Regions from separate parts of the Sus scrofa genome. Here region 1 is linked to region 2. The links are chromatin contacts, called in public Hi-C maps. All regions are on one chromosome and are shown on one strand. The core of a region is the stretch at or near the end of the contact, and the rest is flanking DNA. Distances in the headings are between cores, read along the strand shown.

Evidence for each region. Hi-C and Micro-C count contacts between places; a contact is called where the count stands out from the background.
Region 1: a contact with region 2 is called in a Hi-C map of embryonic fibroblasts, with 3 times the contacts expected there. The contact joins the promoter of ATP1A2 here to the promoter of LOC100157711 in region 2. A contact is called at or near these places in 10 of 47 Hi-C or Micro-C datasets (alveolar macrophages, embryonic fibroblasts, fetal skeletal muscle and 4 more) and 1 of 2 datasets of contacts at active chromatin or transcription factors (skeletal muscle).

The regions. Positions count from the first base shown.
Region 1 is chr4:90,369,156-90,372,606 of Sscrofa11.1, reverse strand. ATP1A2 (ATPase Na+/K+ transporting subunit alpha 2) reads left to right here and starts at 1,702. Exons shown (of 23, transcript NM_001171541.1): 1 at 1,702-1,723. The coding sequence starts at 1,712.
Region 2 is chr4:90,317,632-90,321,587 of Sscrofa11.1, reverse strand. It overlaps LOC100157711 (sodium/potassium-transporting ATPase subunit alpha-4), which reads left to right and starts at 1,998. Exons shown (of 16, transcript XM_021089576.1): 1 at 1,998-2,237. The coding sequence starts at 2,013.

The DNA.
Region 1 (3,451 bases), core at 453-2,952, 51 kb before region 2:
TCCCCCTCCGCGCCCAAGGCAAGGCCCTCTCACCACTCCCCTCTCCCCTCTCCCCGAACACTGGGTCAGTTTCTCCCATGTTTCTTTTTTTTTTTTTTTTCTTTTTTTTTTTTTGCCATTTCTTGGGCCGATCCTGAGGCACATGGAGGTTCCCAGGCTAGGAGTCCAAGCAAAGCTATAGCCGCTGGCCTACGCCAGAGCCACAGCAACGTGGGATCTGAGCCGCATCTGCAAACTACACCACAGCTCACAGCAACACCGGATCCTTAACCCACTGAGCGAGGCCAGGGATAGAACCCGCAACCTCATGGTTCCTAGTTGGATTTATTAACCACTGAGCCACGACGGGAATGCCACTCCCATGTTTCAGTGCAGAGAGGGCTCTTGTCTGTCTACCCTTCATCCTGCCTGAAGGAAGCAGTTGCCCTTCTTGTTGTTCTTGGCTCTGGTACATGTTAGGATACTGACCTCTATATGCCTCTTAGAAGCTCCGTAAGTGCCAGTCTTTGGGCTTCTCCCCCACCGACCCATCGACAGCCTAGAGTTCCTCAACAGTGTCTAAGAGGGTAATGTGTGTGTTCCCCCCGCCCCAATTACAAGGGTAAACTTGGGCAGTCCCTTCTGTGCCCCACCTGCCCTTCTGCCAGCCATCTCCCAGGTCTTGGGAGCCTTGACTCTGAAACTTTGCAAAGGCTACATCTGGAGGGCTTGGGAAGACTCTCTCCCCTCCATCTAGCAGACTTCATGCTGCTTCTTTTTTTTTTTTTTCTTTTTAGGACCACACCCACAACATATGGAAGTTCCCAGGCCAGGAGTTGAATCAGAGCTGCAGCTGCTGGTCTACACCACAGCCACAGCAACACGGATCTGAGCGGCATCTGTGACCTACACCACAATTCACAGCAATGCCGGATCCTTAACCCACTGAGTGAGGCCAGGGATCCAACCCGCATCCTCACAGAGACCATGTTGGGTCCTTAATCCACTGAGCCACAACGGGAACTCCCATGCTGCTTCTGGAGCTGCCTTTGGCTCTCATCAGGCTGCCAACCTCGAGAAGCCTCATACACAAGGGCCGCCCTGGGTTCTAGCACCACCTCTTCCTGGCTTCAGGGTTCCCACAGTCTTTACAGTGGAGAGAACGGTCTCTTGCTTCTTTCTCCGGGAAGTTAGATGTAGATGCAGGAGACCAGGTTCTAGTTCTGTTTTATCAGCTCAAATCTTGTTCATGTGCAGTCTCTCCGGGCCTCAGCTTCCCCATCGGGAAAGCAAGAGGCAGGGTCAGATCACATGGCCTCTGTTCTCTGGGATGCTGATGCTGTTGCCCAGGGCTCCCCCTCTGCCCTCCCTAAGGGGCATATCCCCCACCCCATACCGTATCTCCCCTCTCTCAGTAGTGGCTGCCATGGGCCAGGACTTGGAGGGTGAGGGGAGCGGAGGGGGAGCACTCGGTGGGACAAACGGACCTTCCTCAGGCCAGTTGCTTAAGGGGCGGGAGGGGAGGAGTCCTCAGAGATCCTGTTTCAACAAACGTTTCTTTCCCGAGGAGGGAAGGCGGGGGAGAGGGGGAGAGGGACCTATTTAAAGCTACCCTGTTGCTCACTGTCTCTGTCTGTCTGCCGGGGTCTCTGGCGCCCCAGACCGGTGGTGTGAGCTCGGGATCCTCCTGGTGACCTCTCCAGTCAAGGTCCCGCAGCCACTCTGCCCCAAGATGGGCCGTGGGGTGAGTATCCCTAAAGAGCAGGGCTGGCTCTGGAGGGAGCTGTGCGGCTCTCTGGATGATGAGGGAGGCTGGAAGGAAGGACAAAGTGGGGATGGGACCCAGAGGGAGGAGCGGTGGGCTGCTTTGAACTTGGAAGTATTGAGTCTCCCAGCCAGGACTATGTGCACAGACGGACAGTGGCACTTGCTTGCTCGCTCCCTGAGTGCTGAGTTCTTTACCACCGACCCCAGGACCAGCTCCGAAGCTCACCACCCCCCACCAGCATCCCCTCCAGCCCTCCCTCCACCCCTGCCTCATCTCCTCCCCACCAAACCCCCATGGTCCCTCCTCTCTCACCGTATCTCCTGGCCTCCCAGCGGAAGGTTATTTGGTACTGAGAATGCCCCCTGCCTTCGCCACCCTCTGAAAGTATCCATTCCTCCAGGAGTCCCAGCCTGAGAGGATGGGGGTCCAATTTGTGGTTGCAGAGAGGGCCAAGGGGCATCTGCTTCTGAGTCACCAAGCATTTCCAAACACCAGCTCTGGGAGAGAGGGGGGACCCTGGGTTCCAGGGACAGCTGGGAGCAGTGAGCAAAGGCAGAGAGCGATGTGCCCCCAGCCCCTGGTCCAACACCCCCACCCACCCACCCGGCGCTGTCCCCGGCAGCATTGTGCTCGGGCTTCAGGCCATGCGCTTTGAGGACTTTCCCAGAGGCTGGTGAGAGCTGCAGGCACCCCCCTCGGTCCACCCCAGCCTGTGGCATTCTGCAGCTCGGGATATGCCAAGGGGAAGATTAACAGCCACCGGGGATGGAGAGGGTGGGGGTGGCCAGGGCTGAGGCTTGGAATTCTTGGAAATGAAATTTCCATATGGAGAAAAGGGACCCAATCTCTTTACATCCCAAGCCTGGTGGCTTTCCTTTTGTGGAATGCTGGCAGAAGGGAGCCCCGGGAGGGTGCTGAGGAAAGAGGGTGCCCGTGGGGAGCTGTGGCGGAGTTTCTGGGCCCAGGAGGGGGTCATGCAAGGACATGGTGTCGCACTGAGTTTAGCAGCTGGGAAAACTCTGAGCCTGGACACCAGGGTTCCTGAGCTAGGGTGGGAGCTATAAATAGAACCGGTGTGTGTGTGTGTGTGTGTGTGTGTGTGTGTGTGTGTGTGACGTGTTCTCCATAGGCTGGAACTGATACAGATATCCACGGATGAGCACCTGTGTTTGTGTCTCAGCAGAAAAATTTGCAAACACGCAGGTCCTGGAGCAGGAGTGAGCAGAGACATCGCTGTGGGGGGGGGCTCATGAGGGTCTATGAAGAGTTGTCTCTGAGGTGTGGGCCTCACAGAGGAAGAGCTCACGACAGTGGGAAGATGTACTGTCTTGGGATCTTCGGCGGCACCTTGACATCTCTTGTTCCCCCCGGGGGAAAGGAAGCCCCCAACTGAAGCATGGACCTCTGACCCCTCTTCTCCCCCACCTTAGAACAGGGTGCACTCAGCTCAAGGGGTCCTGGAGAAGCAGTTTGACCTTGACTTCTTCAGGGGTCTATGCTTCTCCCCCAGCCTCCCTGAATCCCATTCCCACCTGTCCACCCCCAGTAGCAAGTCAGGGAGCAGGACTGCCTCTGTTCAGACTGAGAGGCTGCGGGGTATGGGTGCCCTTAGGGTTGGCGCTTGGAGTTCAACCCCCCAGGAGACTCCCAAAGAGGGAAGGCACCCCCATCCACATCCTCTTTCCCCTGCTCCTTCCCTCAGAG
Region 2 (3,956 bases), core at 749-3,248:
GGAACCTCCATATGCCACGGGTGCAACCTAAAAAAAAAAAAAAAAATTAATCCTCGAAGCTGTGTAGGTGCTTTCATCCCACTTTATTTATTTATTTATTTATTGTTATTTCTTGGGCCGCTCCCGCGGCATATGGAGGTTCCCAGACTAGGGGTCGAATCGGAGCTGTAGCCACTGGCCTACGCCAGAGCCACAGCAACGCTGGATCCGAGCCGCGTCTGCAACCTACCACAGCTCCCGGCAACGCCGGATTGTTAACCCACTGAGCAAGGGCAGGGACCGAACCCGCAACCTCATGGTTCCTAGTTGGATTCGTTAACCACTGCGCCACGACGGGAACTCCTCATCCCACTTTAAAGATGAAGAAACCCAAACCTCAGAGAGTCTCAGTAAGTTGCCCCAGGGCAATTAGTACTTTGGAAAGTTGAATTTCCAGCCCTGCATCTTTCTGATTCTAAAATAAGTGCTATTTCTATAATATGTTGCTTTTCTGGGTGATTCTGACTGTAACTTCAACGGTAGGAATTTCAGCCATTATGGTAAAGCAGGAAGAATTATTTCAAGCAAAGGACCTTAGGGGGCCCTTCATTTCCAGCACATGAGGGTCTTGCATCCTGTGTATGTGAAGTTCCCCTTCTGACTCAGGGGCCTTGCTGGTGGGAAGCACAGAGGCCCAGTAGTCATGGCCTATACCACCCAGCAGGGGGCAGACTGGCTCCAGCCAGCCAAGCAGGGAGGGAGCTCCAGGCAGAGCAGTTTCTCAAGCTCCACAAGGCTGACTTTTGGGCAGCGCTATTCTTTGAGGGAGGAGGAAAAGGGGGCCTGCCTGTGAGTTGCAGGCTGTTTGGCAGCATTCCTGCTCTCTCTCCACTAGGTGCCAGTAGCAACCCCTCCCACCACAGTTGCGACAAAAACCAAAAATGCGTCCAGACGTTGCCAACTGTCTCCTGGGGGGCAAATTGAGAACCACTGGGTTAGAGGATGAGGGAATATAGGATTCTAGCAGAAGGGGAGCCACTCTTCCTGGGGATCGAGAAGTGTCACTACTGAGGACAAGAGAAGAAACCTAAAGGCAACAGAGATATTCAGATGAAGAGTAAGGGGGACTTTCTTGGCAGTGAAGGCAGTTAGGCAATAAAACTGGGTCTCTCCAGAGAACTGTGAAATCTCTCCAGAGATTTTTCAGAATGGGAGCCCCTCATCTGTGTAAGTGAAATATAAAGAGAATAGAACATAAAAACCTCTCAGAGGACCTTGAGTTTCCACCTTGTTTCATTGCTCTTTAGTTAAAGTGTAGTTGATTTACAATATTGAGCCAATTTCTGTTGTACGGCAAAGCGCCCAGTCATACCCAGTCATATATATATACTTTTTCTAATATTATCTTCTTTTTTTTTTTTTTTTTTCTTTTGGTCTTTTTAGGGCCACACCCACAGCATATGGAAGTGCCCAGGCTAAGGGCTGAATGGGAGCTGTAGCCTCTGGCCACAGCCACAGCCACAGCCATGCCAGACAGATCCAAGCCATGTCTGCAACCTACACCACAGCTCACAGCCACGCCAGATCCTTAACCCACAAAGCGAGGCCAGAGATCGAACCTGCATCCTCACTGATACTAGTCAGATTCATTTCTGCTGAGCCATCACGGGAACTCCTCTAATATTCTCATAGTCTATCCCAAGAGATTGGATATGGTTTCCTGTGCTGTAGGCAGGACCTCATTGCTTATCCATTCTAAATGTAATAGTTTGCATCTACTAACCCCAAACTCCCCGTCCATCCCTCCCCCTGCCCCCCCCCCCGCCCCTGGGCAACCACATGTCTGTTCTCCACGTCTATGAGTCTGATTCTGTTTTGTAGAGAGGTTCATTTGCGTCCACCTTGTTTTTGACCATTGACAGTTTTCTCTTCATAGGAACCAAACCCCACAGCCTTCCCAATTCAGACTATCCCCTTCGTCACCCACAGGAACCGCCCGGGGCCTCGTGATCGCTACAGGGGATGCCACCGTGATGGGCCGCATCGCCTCACTGACATCAGGCCTGAAGGTGGGCCAGACCCCCATTGCTGCTGAGATCGAACACTTCATCCATCTGATCACAGCCGTGGCAGTCTTCCTCGGTGTCACTTTCTTTGGGCTCTCACTCATCTTGGGCTACACCTGGCTGGAGGCTGTCATTTTTCTTATTGGCATCATTGTGGCAAATGTGCCTGAGGGGCTGCTGGCCACCGTCACGGTGAGTAGCCGGGGTGGAGGGTGGCCCCAGAGCAGACCAACTACCTCACGGAAATGAAACCGCTAGTACCTCCCTTGTGGTTGAACCTCTCAAGTGCAGAATACTCCAACACCATGCATGGGGTGGGGGGCAAACCCCTTAGCTCCCAAAGGACTGTGACTGCCTCAACCCCTTTCCTCCTTAATGAGAAAAGAAGTGAGTTACAATGCAGAAAGTGTTAGATTATAAATCACAGGAGCGAGTTCCGGTCCAGAGTGTACTGGTTGGTGAACCTGGACAATTCTCTTCACTCCAGGCCTCTGTTTATTCATCTGTTTATAGAGAAAGATGAATTTAGAAGTATGGACTCTCGGAGTTCCCGTCGTGGCTCAGTGGTTAACAAATCCGACTAGGAACCATGAGGTTTCAGGTTTGATCCTTGGCCTTGCTCAGTGGGTTAAGGATCCGGCATTGCCGTGAGCTGTGCTGTAGACTCGGCTTGGATCTGGTGTTGCTGTGGCTGTGGTATAGGCCGGCAGCTACAACTCCGATTAGACCCTTAGCCTGGGAACCTCCATGTCCCGTGGGTGCAGCCCTAGAAAAGGCAAACACACACACACACACACACAAAGTATGGACTCTTACTGGAAAGGACTTCAAAGCCCATTAAATTCATACTTTCAAGGAGTTCCTGTTGTGGCTCAGCGGTAACAAACCCAACTAGCATCCGAGATGATGCAGGTTTGATTCCTGGCCTCACTCAGTGGGTTAAGGATCCAGTGTTGCCATGAGCTGTGGTGTAGGTCGCAGATGTGCCTCAGATCTGGTGTTGCTGTGGCTGTGGTGTAGGCCAGCAGCTGCAGCTCCAATTTGACCCCTAACCTGGGACCTTCCATATGCTGACGGTGCGGCCATAAAAAGAAAAAAAAAAAAAAGAAAAGAAAAAGAAAAAAACAAACTCCACTTCTCAACATGGGGAATATCCTTGTACAAAATCTGCAGCAGGCAATGATGATTTCCAGTAGTGGGAAGTCCGCCCCTTTTTGTGTCATCTCATTTCATTGTTAGATTGCTCTAGTTAGAGTTCATTATGTTGAGCAGACATATGATTCCCCATTTGGTCCCAGTTTTCCCATCTGAAGAAACACAAGATGAGTCACTTCTGTCTCTTCCATAACCACCCTTTGGATTTTTTACAGTAGTCATTACATCCCTCAAACTCTCCAGGTGGGAGGTCAAACGGTGCCTTCTCCCTTAACCCTGCTTCCTGTGACTTGATCTTCAGACCCCTGTCTTGCTGATCACCTGTTTGGGGGATTGCTCTCCTTTACCAAATCCTCTTAAAATGGAAATGAGAGCAATACTCCGGGTGTGGTTGGACCAATACAAAGACATCAGGACTTGGTATCATGTAAATAAGTAGTAACTCCTTCATTAGAATTCTGAACATCAGAATTCCCATTGTGGCACAGTGGAAGCAAATCCCACTAGGAACCATGAGGTTGCAGGTTCAATCCCTGGCCTCTCTCGCTGTGTTAGGGATCCAGCGTTGCCATGAGCTGTGGTGTAGGTCACAGACGCAGCTGGGATCTGGCATTGCTGTGGCTGGGGTGTAGGCCGGCAGCAATAGCTCTGATTAGACTCCCTAGCCTGGGAACCTCCATATGCCTCAGACGCAGCCCTAGAAAGACAAAAAAGACAAAAAAAAAAGAATTCTGTACATAACCCCAGCCTAAGAAT